Regions from separate parts of the Gossypium hirsutum genome. Here region 2 is linked to region 1. The links are chromatin contacts, called in public Hi-C maps. All regions are on one chromosome and are shown on one strand. Each heading gives the region's core, a stretch centred on a gene start, on an enhancer-like site or on the middle of the called end of the contact. The rest is flanking DNA. Distances are from core to core; before and after follow the strand shown. Region 1 holds the start of LOC107934030 (thioredoxin reductase NTRC). Region 2 holds the start of LOC107933445 (calcium-binding protein CBP).

The links. A called contact is a pair of places that touch in the nucleus more often than the background predicts.
Region 2: a contact with region 1 is called in a Hi-C map of leaf, with 6 times the contacts expected there. The contact joins the promoter of LOC107933445 here to the promoter of LOC107934030 in region 1. A contact is called at or near these places in 3 of 34 Hi-C or Micro-C datasets (hypocotyl and leaf).

Annotation. Positions count from the first base shown.
Region 1 is chrA02:74,218,855-74,225,977 of Gossypium_hirsutum_v2.1, reverse strand. It overlaps LOC107934030 (thioredoxin reductase NTRC), which reads right to left and starts at 5,774. Exons shown (of 10, transcript XM_016866364.2): 1 at 5,361-5,774; 2 at 4,022-4,229; 3 at 3,809-3,914; 4 at 3,373-3,638; 5 at 2,485-2,764; 6 at 1,616-1,723; 7 at 1,349-1,435; 8 at 1,117-1,221; 9 at 523-653; 10 at 164-388. The coding sequence starts at 5,568. The coding sequence ends at 328.
Region 2 is chrA02:74,669,336-74,675,923 of Gossypium_hirsutum_v2.1, reverse strand. It overlaps LOC107933445 (calcium-binding protein CBP), which reads left to right and starts at 4,807. Exons shown (of 5, transcript XM_016865656.2): 1 at 4,807-5,582. The coding sequence starts at 5,102.

The sequences.
Region 1 (7,123 bases), core at 4,525-7,024:
AGAAAGAGTTACCATATCTATCAATGAAATTCTACTCCATGAATTTGACCAAATGCACAAACTTGTCAGACACAACATATACAGAAATGGCTGCCAATTGTTCTGCGTCAGCAGCGTGTAGTCAACCTTGTAAACTAACTTCATATATGAAAATGACCAAATATTAAAGATTGGAACAAAAAATTATAAATGCAATGGCAACTCTCAAGTGTAGTTAAAGGATACATGATATCAGTTTATAATTGAAAGCATTATTATTCAACTAACTTTTCATAAGAAACAAAATTGAATTTCAAAATGATGATAGCCAAGAAACCACAACAATACTCATTTATTTGCTTCAATGAATTCTCTGTATTCTCTCTTCATTTTGACCCCAGATACAGTCCTGCAGAACCGGCAACAAAACAAGGTAACCATCTTACACATTATAAAATTTATCTCTTCTGCAACAAACCTAGTCAGTCATCAATTGATTAGAAAGTTAATTTTGCATATACAAGAAAAGAAGAGGATTAAAACCTGAGCATCTCTTTATTTTTGAAAAACTGCACACATGGGGTACCCATAATTCCAGCAGCTTCAGCTATCTCCGGATCTTCCTCAATATCAATTTCGATAAAATGTACATTCTGATCAAATTCATCAATCACCTGTAAATAGACAGAGTAAAAGCTAAGCAAAATGAAAAGTCGTTTAATATTACACTAACCATAAGGAGTATTTATGCTTTAGAGCATTTAAGCCAAACTCTCAAGCTATGCCGAAGGAATTAGATCAATGACATAAGCAAATTTCCTAAAAGAAATGAGTCCAAGCTCATTAGAAACCAAGTGAAGTATAATAAATCTTTGTACGCAACATCCAGTTTCTGGTTTCACAGGGCATTTGCATTACCAGCTGGCTGCAAGGCAAGCTTTTAGTGAAGCAATATGATGCAATATTTAACTTCGGTCATAATCACCCGGAATGAGATCTACACAAGCTTAGTAGTCTAATCTATTCAACCTTGAAACATATAAACTACATACAAATCAGCATTGAAATTTTCACCAACCAACTTGAACTATGGAAGCTAAAGTGAATGAAGTATTGAACCAATCAGAGCTAATATACCTTGCTAAGAATTGGCTTCAAAGTCCGACATGGACCACAAGTTGGTGAAGTATATAATACACATATAAGCCTCGGACTCTCATGATACAACTTTCGCAAAGCATACTGGAATAGGAAAAAGAAAACTAGTTTAGAGATAAGATTCTAGTGAAAACCAAAAAGGATAAATATTTGATACATTAAACTTAAATGAAACAAAATAAAATAAAATCGAAGCCAATTAGGTACAAACCTGGCCCTTGTGTTTTGTGAGTGTAATGTCAAAACCTTCTTGAATATCTCTATCCGTCAGTTCTTTCTTGACCTCTTCAGTTTGAGGCTGTAAGATACATGATCATGATAAAGATTGATAAAAGCATGCGTGAATGTGATAATAATTTTGAAGGGGCTTAGTAAATAAACAGGTTCGAAAAAAAAGCAGATCATTAAGTACAGGAAAAATGTACTTGCAAAATATAATACAAATGCCAGAGTTGGCATTTGATAGAAAGAAAAATGCCTGATGAAACTCGACAAGAAGATCATTTCGAACAAGGTATCGTTCAACAGATAAAGCAGCGACGCATCCAGATCCAGCAGCAGTTACAGCTTGTCTCCACTCATGATCCTGTTTATAAAAGAACAAAAGGAGTTACAAGACAAGTTTTTTTATAGTACAGACTTTCTCCAAAGATGTAAAGTACGATAGTTTGAATTTATCTGGAAAATCAAGCACTGTCATGTTTCATGTAGGAAGAGGATATAGTAAACATTCAAGTACTCACAGATTTTCTTTATCATACATGGAACAACTGAAAGAAAATATGTCATCTTCCATGGTTATATATATGTTTCCTTGATTCATCACTAAGTTCATGTGTTGTACAGGCTTACTCATATTCAACACCACAAAGGAAGTATGAATGAACGGGAGGCTGGCTCCAAACACAAGGGAAAACTTAGGAAAATATGACATACCATAGGTCATTGTACGGGATTATAAGAGAGAAAAGTATACCAAAAGTTTGGCTCATTGAGTTCATACCTGATGAACAAGACAAAGATTCACACTCTCATTATTATAATTGGGTTACTCTTACCCACCAACATTCCAAAAGCAAGATGAGAGCATTTCATTATCTTTTTCCTTGATGTTTCCTATATTTTACCACCTTCAATTGATGCTAGAGCAATCCTTAGATTCTTTAGATGCCCTTACTAAGGTATTATGAATAATTCCAAAACACAAGTGTTTGCATTGTCAGATTAATATATTCTCAAAAGGCTCATGTGAACATGCCCTGAATTCTGGCACGCAAATCTCAAGGTTTTGGGAAGATGAAATATTTGCTGACTGGTCACAAACCAACATGAACAAAGGAAGATTACCTGCACGTCTCCTGCTGCAAATACACCTTCCACAGAAGTTTTAGCAGTACCCTCCTCTACTAGCACATATCCAGAGCTATCAAGTTCGACTTGACCTTGCAACAGCTGGCTATTTGGTGAATGTCCAATACCGTAAAACAAGCCCTTTGCCTCGAGCACAGATTCCTCTCCAGTATCAATTCTTCTGGTTAATATGCCTGACATTTGACCTTTTGTATTGCTAACAACATCCACAGCCTCTGTATTGAAGTGCAAGGTGATATTTGGATTGTTGTAAACTCTGAAACATTCGTGATAATTAACCTGTTAAAAAAACATTCAGGGAGTTGAAAACTCAACATACATACGAACTGCTCATTAGTACACAATGCACCACAATCAAGGTAGCAATTCGAACCACCATGAGAAATTTCAGCTAGCACTAAGAGCTTACTGCATTTAAATAAAAGAACAAAAGGAGACGTAAAAATCAGACAGTCACCACAACATAGCCCAGCTTCTGAAAGGGACACTGGAAAACCAACCTTAAACTCTTAAGTCTCGCTCCCAAACAAGGACCACAGAGCACAAAAATGAAATGGAATGGAATAAAACAAGGCCCACAAACAATCAGGAACCTTTACAGTAAGCATGTCAATTGTCAACATTTTGAACATCCTCTAACACACACACACACACACACATATATATATATATAACTTCTGCAAGAAAATCAGTAACATATGGGTTTTCTGATAGTCATGAATCCAAAACTTTTGATAAGACATCTCACAAGCAAGAAGAACATTACATACACCTCTAAGCAATTTGAAAAAACCAATCATTAAATTAAGATGTAAAATATTGGCCATAAAATTTTAAACAAAAATAGCAGTTGGTAAAACTCACCTATCTTGCATTGCCTTTGATGCTCTTAGTTGGTCCCTACGAACAAGCAAGTGAACATGACGAGCATATTTTGTTAAATATATTGCTTCCTCAGTAGCTGTATCACCTCCTCCAACCACAGCAAGTACTTGACCTTTAAATAATGGTGATGCTCCATCACAAATTGCGCAAGCACTAATTCCCCTGCTCCAAAATTCATCTTCACGAGGTAACCTTAGCCTTTTTGCTGTAGCTCCAGTAGCAAAAATAACACTATGACACTTAACCTGAAATAGAAATGTAAGGAACAATATGAATAAAGAAAAAGTGCCATAAAAAGCAAGGAGTAACGAACATTGGACATAATGTTGTGATTCAAGTCATAGTTCTATCACCATGCTAATAATTCAATCAAATGAACATAAAAACAAAAGTAGCCAACGGAAATTCACATCACCTCACGTTCACTACTCTGTATTGTAAAAGGATTACTTCTAACATCAATGTGTTCCACATCTTCTTGGAACAATTCAGCTCCCCAACGTTCAGCTTGTCGTCGCATCCTAGTCAAAACACGATCAGGACTCCAATTATATAACTCTAGCTGAAACAGTAGTTGTCAATAAAATTAGCAAAGAAAGAAATAGACTTTCATCTTTCTTTTAAATACCTATCCATCAAATCTGGACCAGTTATTCTATCAGGAAAACCAGGGAAGTTCTCAACTTCAGTGGTAGTCATCAACTGGCCACCAGGTACACCGCCAACTTGATATCCCTCGAACACTACAGGCTTCAAATTCGCACGAGCTGCATATATTGCTGCTGTATATCCAGCAGGACCTGAGCCTATGATCACCACATTCTCAACCAATTTACCTGCAAGAAGAAACACAGAAGCATTACTCATGCTCTCAATGTAACTTGGCTATAAACATGAAGGAAAACATAACTCTGGACCTGCCTATAACCTAGCTCAAATAGAAGTTAATATGACATGAGTAAATGTTGTATGATATACATAGATATTAATATTATGAGATTAGGAAGTAATTTTGCAATTAATATAATGCCAATAGTTGATAACATGGATGCCATTTCACAAATTATACTTGTGGTAAACTTAAAACTCTATTTGATTATTAGTGTCATCAATTGCTTTTCGCTTTCTTAGGCCCTGGATGGTCTGTTTGCTTTTATTTATTTATATTTCGTTTTCATTTCTTTTTTTTTTCAGGTGGCGAACCTTGCTATTTGATTTTGGGGCCGATTAAAACATTTAGTATATATTTACAATACAGAGTGGTTTATATATACGAACTAAATATTCATAAAAATATATTCCAAAATTTTTGCGTTGTTTTTTCTTTTTTCCTTATTGCACTTTTCATTAAAAAAATCTTAAAGCAAAAAGCAAAGACATCAACCATAAAAATTCAACTTATTTTATATACAATAAGTAAATGGTACACATCCAAATATACATATTTTTCCCCATAGAGTTAAATATCACGTATTTTGCCACTCACAAAATTAATGTTTTAATTTTAAATATATATATTATTTCCATTTATCCAAACACTTGATTGTTTTACGGAAAGTAAAATAAAATAAAAGCAACAACCAACATAAATAGAAAAGATTCTATTTATCAATTACTGCATGCGTCACTCAGCATATTTCAGTTTCAGTCAGTATTCACATTGCTGCAAAAAGGAAAGAAAACTATTATCATATATGAAAATTAAATGATAAATATTTATTTTAGTACAACCATCAACGGTTTTGATGAATGAAAATCACATAGAATGCCACATGCTCCTTAACAATTTATTTGAAAAGAAGAAGAAAAACCGCAATGTTTTTCATGCTAGCTTGAAATGGGATTAATTTAAAAAGAAAAACTTGGCAATACAATTATTCTAACTAAATATATACATAAATAAAGCTGGCAGTGAGTCACCATTTGAATACAGAAGGAAAAAAAAAAGGGAAGTAAGTGAGAGAGACCTGAAGCAGCGGGGGTTTCGACGGAGGCCTTGGGGCGGAGAGAGAGGGGGCGATGGCGCGTGGGAGGAGAGTGGAAACGGAGTGCGCGTGGAGGGGAAGAGTAGAAGAAGAAGAAAGGGTAGGAGAGAGTGGACATAGGAAGACGGTGGTAGGTAGAAGGAGTGGAAGGGAGTGGGATACTGATTCGTATGTTGGGAGAAACAGCCATTGGATTTCAGACCATACAAAAATAATTGTAAGAAAAAGAAACCAAACCCAAAACCAATCCAGTTTTGTCTTAAGAAGAGGAGTTCCAGGTTATCTATCTCTAGCCTCATGCCTTCCAGATAAGGACCCTACTTTTTTTTCCTTTTCATTTTCTTCTTTTTTCCCGTACTATTTATCACTATTTATATTTTATTCTTCCTGTTTTGCATTTCCCTTGCGTACTTCACAAAAAATAAAATAAAATAAACCTCTAAATTTCTCTGCAATTTTTTTATCTACTTTTAAACTCGGGTTAATTAGCAAAAACGCTGATTTTAAGTTTTAATTATCTATTAGGTCGTTTTTCTTTAAATTGTGAAATATTTTAATTTTGGAGTGAAAAATAGAAAACAAGTCCATCGATAACTTTTTGTAACAGTCAAAAAAATTTAAAGGCTAATTTTTAGTGGTTTTTTTTTCAAACAACTAGAAATTTTTTTCTATATTTGCTATATATTCAATTCTCACAATCCTATTCATTTATTCACTCAATTCTCTCAACTATTTTATTCTCAATTTTTCATTCAATTTCTCTCAAATTCTTGTCATCTTAATGTAGACACTCAATTTTGCCCGGGCCCAGAAATAAGTTCAAAAAAAAAGTTCAAGTTCAGTACAAAATTACAAACATATAATTTGGCCCAATCAAAATGGCCTATTACTTGAAAAGATTTAAGGTCCATCTATAAGCTTGACTCATACGGAAATATAATCTTTAAGGATATATAATCTTAGATATGATATGCAATCTTAGATATGATACAATCTTAGATATGATATGCAATCTTAGATATGATATGCAATCTTGAAGATATGATCTTGTAATCTTAGAGATTTAATTTGTAGATATCCTTTAATCTTAACCGTTGATGTAATTGATCTGTACCGTTGGATTTAGGGAGACTCAACTATAAATAGAGGTCTCTCCCTTCATTGTAAATCACTTGAGTTTTGGAAAATAATAAGAATTCTTTAGAGCATTCACTCAAATTTCTCTCCCTCTTGCGTTCTTACTCTCTGTGGTTTGTTCTTATTTTATTCTTCGTCTATCTTAGTTTTTCAACCCTTTTTTTATTTTAATTTCTTCATTTTTCAAATATGTATATTTATTCCTATCTTTTATACATTTGATTATGTATTTTATATATTATAATATTTAACATTTTATATAGTTTTTTTTCAAATATATATTTTCTATGCATGTATATATATTATATTATCATTTTATGTATTTTGAACTATTGCATTATATTTTTATAATTTGTAAATGTTCTATTTATTCATTTTTTTAGTGTATGTCATTTATCTTATTTGAGCATAGTTTCATTTTTTTATATACTATGTTTAATTATTTCTTTTATGTGCTATTTTATGATATATATTGTTGTATAATTTTTGCATGTATTATGTTTTTCTTTTAGTTTACTCATGTTTCTATTTGTTTATTATCTTATATTTACCCTAGTATAATTTTTTTCATTAAACGTATGTTCATGTTATTTAGTTTTGTCTTAATG
Region 2 (6,588 bases), core at 3,558-6,057, 450 kb before region 1:
ATCATTCCAAGATGCCACCCAAGCTCCCTTGGATCCCCATTTCAGTCTGCCCATTCCTCCATTACACAAATTATTCCTATCTTCATCTACTCCGTCTAGGTAAATTCCTCTGTACTTCACATACTGATGTGATCATGGGTTCAAGCAAAATGATAGATTCTGGTAGGCCTTTGAAGGTTAAGATTGGTCCAAGCTTTCATGACTCATTTGCATGTGATAGGCCTAAGGTTATCTATGAACAATTACAAGTACCTGTTGGGCCTATTACAAGGGCCCGAGCTAAACGATTCAAAGAAGCTCTTAATGGCCTAATTCGTGGGTTGGGAATAATGGCTAAGCTAGTCATGATCAAAGTGGGCCAAAATCTTATTCCTAAGATGATACAAATGATCCAAGTGATGGAAGAACATTTGAATGGGCCTGGATTGACCAGTCAGTCATCGTTGAATTTCCTTTGATTACTTTTATCTTTTATTCAATAAACTTTGCATTTCATTTTTTAACAAATTTCCTATTTCATGTGTTTATGCATTGTGTGTGTATGACCTTTTACTTATGTCTTAGTATAGTTCTTGGATAGGATGTCAAGTTATTAATTATATATTATGACGTGTTAATGTTTCATATGTTTCTTCTTTTTGAGTCAATTGTGTTAATTCAAATTGTGTTTTGTTTTGAATTGAACTCATCCTCTATTTATATCTTTTTGTAAGACAAACGGGTGACCGTTCAAGTACTTTTGTGGCTATTCACTTTGCGGTCGAAATGCATGCTCATTCCCATTCAAAGAATCATCCCATTCATGTATATACTTTGGTTCATTTGACCGATCATCTACTAGGGCCAAATTCATTTATTCATTAATTTTAAGCTTTGGCCAAATTCAAAAGATCAACCAAGTGCATGGACGGTGGCAATTAAAGGAGCTAAATGTTTCTATTTGGTTGACTTCATATGCATGCACATCTAAAGGTGATGAGACTCCATAAATTTGGCACATTGCATCTTCAACATTCATGCACCAGCTTAGGGAATGAATCTAAAGATGCATTCAAGTATTCATACACATGCAAGACTTTAATGCAAGACTTAATGAAGTATGCATGACACTCTCATATACATGTACGGCAAGGGCAAATGAAAGAGGCCATTAGAGAACATTCAAAGTACATGAGAAACCTTCAACATTAAGGATTCATGCACGGTCAAGGAGGGAAGAATATGACCATTCAAGTGTTCGATGAATCTGATTTATTCATGAATGTAATTAACTTGTCATGCATGAACATTTTTAATGGCTGAATGTGGCCCTTAGTATTCTATGTCTATACATTGTTTTGTCATGCCATTGTAGAGGGTTAATCATCTTTTGAATATAAACTATTTTGTGAGAGTTTCTCTCTAGTTCTTTATCGAACTTTCAAACTTATCAAAACTTAATAGTTTTGTGGGATTCAACCCTATCAATCACTCCGCTTCTTATCCCATTCCGGAGTGTGGCGACACCAATTATTCTTATACCAAGGTTTAGGTAATTTGCTAAGTTTAAGCGAGTCAGTTCTTTATAGCTTCGGTTCCTTAAATCTTTCAAGTGCCTCAGGTTAAGGTCTCCATTTTGTTCCTAATCAAGACGGTCCTTAACAAAACATGAATTTTCCAACTATTGAATATTAGTCTTGTTGGCATATTTTCAAGGTTCTATTCTGGTTCGAGAAATCACATCACATACAATATAACATACATGCATTTCACGTAATTAATTGTATTTATTTCTTTAGCATACAATACATCATCTATTAATACGTCAATTCACAACTAATTAACATCCAATATACATGCGTGCAAGCAACTCATTAATATACATGTATGCAAGCAACTCATTCTTTCACATCACTATGCATACACAACATACTCACTCACAATGTTCATACACAACCACGAATTCAGACAACACAGAACAGGCACAGACACATATCATTCAAGCAATTCAATGTCATCAATCACCCAAAGATGAAGCATAGAAACTCACCTAAATTTCTTTATCCTCGTTAGCTTAGCTTTTCCAAATTCCAGAGCTTCTTTCGTCTTGGAAGCTAAGCATGACAACCATATATCGGTTAAATCAAAGGTATTCAAACTTTAAAACCTAGAACCTAGTTTACACAAACTTATTATGAGCCTTTACCTTTCTTTCTCTAATTCGTAAGCACAGAAAGATAAGAAAGCTTATCAATTTCTCAATTTCTCTACTTTCAGACTTCAATCCTCATGATTATTGCTCCATACAAAGCTCTCCTAAATTCACCTCTTCTTCGGAACAACCGAAGAAGACGATACAGATAAGAGGAAATTGTAAACAGAATTTGATAGGAATTCCTTTTGCAAGAACATCTTGTCTCTCCCAAATATATATAACTCCTCTTCAAGATCTCCCAACCTTTAATAGCCTATCACCGTAATCATTGTGTCTCCCACTTACGGAACTAGTCTGTTCCATCCTAACCAAACCAAAATTGAAACCCAACTAATTACTCATCAGCTACTAAATTTTCTAAATTTCTCAGTAGGGACTCTGCCAACTCATTATTTAATTTAATTCACTCACAATTCTTTTATCTTCAAGTCCTTATGGAAAACCGGGCATCTCTCTAAGTATGAGAATTCTCATGGGAAATTCTCTAAGGCACTGAAATAAAGAAAAAGCAACTCGAAAAGATGAAAGGACTTGAATTTGAATAGAAACGCCGCAATAAAAGAAAAACACACCAAGTGTTTGAGTAAATGCTCTCAAAAGTATTCTTTAACTCAAGAATGGAATGAATACAAATGAAGGGAGGCTTTATATTTATAGTTAAGCTCATCTAGATTCAATGGTAGAGACCGAATTACATCAATGGTTAAGGTTAGTTCTCATCTACAATAAGAGAGAGAGAGAGAGAGAGGGAAGGAGAGAGGGAGAGAGAGAAAGAGAGGAATTTTTATTTTTTTCCCTAAAATCTCACAAGTGGTTCGTTAATAAGAAAGGGATAGGGGATTTGGTTAAAGATTGATGAATATGATGATAGTTAAAGTACAAAATTATATTTTGGTAAAATTGGTTTTCAATATATTTGTTTATAATTTTAAATAAAATTATTTAAATTGATTGAAAATAAAAAATTTAGGATTAAATTTATTCTAACACAAAAAAAAATTTCACGTCATATCTTGATCATAAAGTAACACCAATTAATAGAATTAGATGGAAAATGATAAATATGACTAATTGAACAATGATTTTAAAATTTTTATAATTAAAGAATATCATATTGTAAGCATGAAAAATGTTCGATCTCAAATAATTTTATTCTATCCTATTAAAATAAACAAATAAATAAAATTATATGAGCTCTAATATAGGGCCATATACCGATGTTGAAATTTATTTAAGCATTAGGTCGGTTTTAAAATTATTTAGGGAAGAAGGCCAATTTTGAAGGGAAGCACATCCAGTTGGACAAGCTTTCCATACATGTGTCAAGAAAGCTTGCGAGTTTGACGCTCTTTCCCTTTAAGTTGCAATTTTTTACTTTTTTAATATAATTAATTTCTTTGGTCAAATGGTTTAAAATTAGTGGTTTTGTCCTTAAGTCCCAAGTTCAATTCCTCTCCTACAAATGTTTATATTTTTTTATTTCATGTTGTTTTAAGCTTCTTCTTTTTTTTTAATGAATATTTTTAACATATTAGCTTCTTTAGTTAAATAGTTAAAGAATAATGATTTCATTCTTGAGACCCATGTTTTATTCCCCTTTTCTAAACACATTTGTAATTTTATTTCATACCATTTCAAGTTTTTTTAATTAATAAATATATTACTTTCAATTTTTTATTTTAATTCATCTTTTTAATTAATAACTCTTTTATTCATAAAATTAAATGATTATTGCAAATATAATTATTTTTAGTAAATTAGTAAATATTTTGTATGTGTATTTAAAATATTTCACATATAAACATAATGATTTTTCAAATAATTAATTGAAATATTTCACATATAAAAATGTTTGAAATATCATACTCATAATGTAGATTAAAAAACAACTATATTTGTAATATTTAACATATAAAAATAATTATTATATTTGAAATAATTATTTCATTTTATAATTTTTGAAATCACCATACCCACAATAGACGTAGAGAAAATAAATATTTGACAAAGAAATATGATATATAAAGAAAAATATATCAAACAAATTAGTTTATGTTTATATTATATATAAAGGAGTTATTAATTTCAAATATTTTTAACATAATGATATATGTAAAGTATATGTTTTTATTATATAATTACATATTTATTATTTTATTTTATGAATAAAAGAGTTTTTAATTAAAATATAAAAACTGAAAACAATATATTTATTAATTAATAAAAATTGAAACAATATGAAATAAAAATTACAAATGTGCTTAAAAAGGGAGAATTGAAATTGGATCTTAAGGATGAAATAATAAGTATTTAATCATCTAACTAAGGAAGCTAAAAAAAAACTTAAAACAACATGAAATAAAATGAAATATGAATGGAAAAAGAATCGAACCTAGAATTAAAAGACAAAACCACTAATATTTAAGTATTCAATCAAAGAAATAATTAAATTAAACAAATTAAAATTTACAACTTAAAAGTGAAAACGTGTCCAACTAGACCAACTTTTTTTATATATGTATGAAAAACTCGTCCAACTAAACTAATTTTCCCTAAAAATCGACCTAATAATTTTAAAACCGAGTTAAAGGGATAAATAAATTTCAAAAGGCCTATTAGCTAACCCAATATTCTCAACGAAAAAAGTTACATCCACTTGCAGTTTTCTTTTGCCAGTAATCCACTTGCAGTTCATACATACGCGGGAACAGGTAATAATTCTTTTCTTTTTAATTAGAAAAACGAAAAGTCTAAACTTATCAATTAAGTCAAAGAATGGCAATCCCGCAATATTATACAAAATTCAACCTACTTTGACAAACTATAGCTTTATAAATATCAATTATCAAAGAAACTAAAGACAGAACGAAGCAAAAAGCTCATTTCTGTTCGGAAATAATTCTAAACATGTCCGGTGGATACCCTCAACACCCTCCCGGCTACGGTTACGGTTCCCCACCAGCTCAGCCTTACACAGCCGCTCCATACACAGCTGGAGCACCGCCGCCACCTCAACCGTACGGTACTCCATACGCCGCTGCACCATACGGCGCACCTTCTGCTCCCTACTCTGCCCCTCCAGGCGAGAAACCACCAAAGGACAAGCACCAAGCGCATGGCGTCGGTGGTGCTCCTCCAGTTCACAGCGGAAGCTATCCTCCCGCAGGAGGCTATGCGAGCCCGTTCGCATCTCTGTTGCCGTCGGCATTTCCACCGGGGACAGATCCTAACGTCGTTGCCTGCTTTCAAATGGCTGATCAAGATGGAAGTGGGTTTATTGATGATAAAGAGTTGCAAAGGGCGCTTTCTTCGTATAACCAAAGCTTCAGTTTGAGAACTGTTCGTTTGCTCATGTATCTCTTCACTAATACTAACACCAGAAAGATCGGTCAGTTCCCTTTTCCTTCTACTTTTATTGTAACTCTTTCGATGCTTTTCGGCCCCAATTGCAATTGAATTATTAGGTCAATTGATTTTGAAAAAAAAAGCGAACATTTGTAATACTGTAGCGTAATGACTTAAACAACCTTCTCATGTACTTGGCTAATGGTATATGGGTATTTTGGTCCATTTCAAGGGAGATGGGAAGATATTTTCCAAAATATCCACTCCTTGTCCATTTCCGCACACTGAAAAGATGACGTAACTTGTTGTCGGGGTTTTATTAATTAGTTAATTCATTTTTGTTTCTGTTCATAAAAATAATTTTCTTAATTACGGCTTCCGGTATGAATATTTTGATATTGACATTATTGAATCGCCTTACTGACTCGTACTAATGCTGAGTCAAATACTGTCTATGAACTTTCGACACACAAATTAAAATAAAATAAGAAAATTGTATAAATACTTTATTTTCTTAAAAAAACTTGTCAATCATCCCTTTCAAAAAAAAAAACTTGTTAATCATGTTTCATATCATCACGCAGTCTTTTAACGGCAATCACTTAACTTCTCTTTGAACCCCCCCCCAAAAAAAAAAAACCTAAAGACACTTCTCATATATATATATGTAATTTTTAATATATTATTTCGTTGGGTATAAGTGATTGATTTACTTCACATGCATTATTTTTTTTCAATTTGACAATGTTTGTTTGATTTCTGCGGTGGGCATGATTAGGACTGATACCTCTCGGTTCGGTTCGATTTTAAAATATAAAATTCTAGTTTTTAAAAAAATTGAATTGACTCACTAATGAATTTCATCAGTTTTAATTGGTTAAATTCATTATTTTTTAAAAAAAATTAAAATAATCGTATAATAATTTGAAGTTATTTTTAGTAATTTAAATATAATATATTTATATTGTATTATTATAATTTTATTTTTCAGCTGCCCTACATTATAAAGAATTTTAAATTAAATAAATATAAAATTCGGTTGTGTTTTG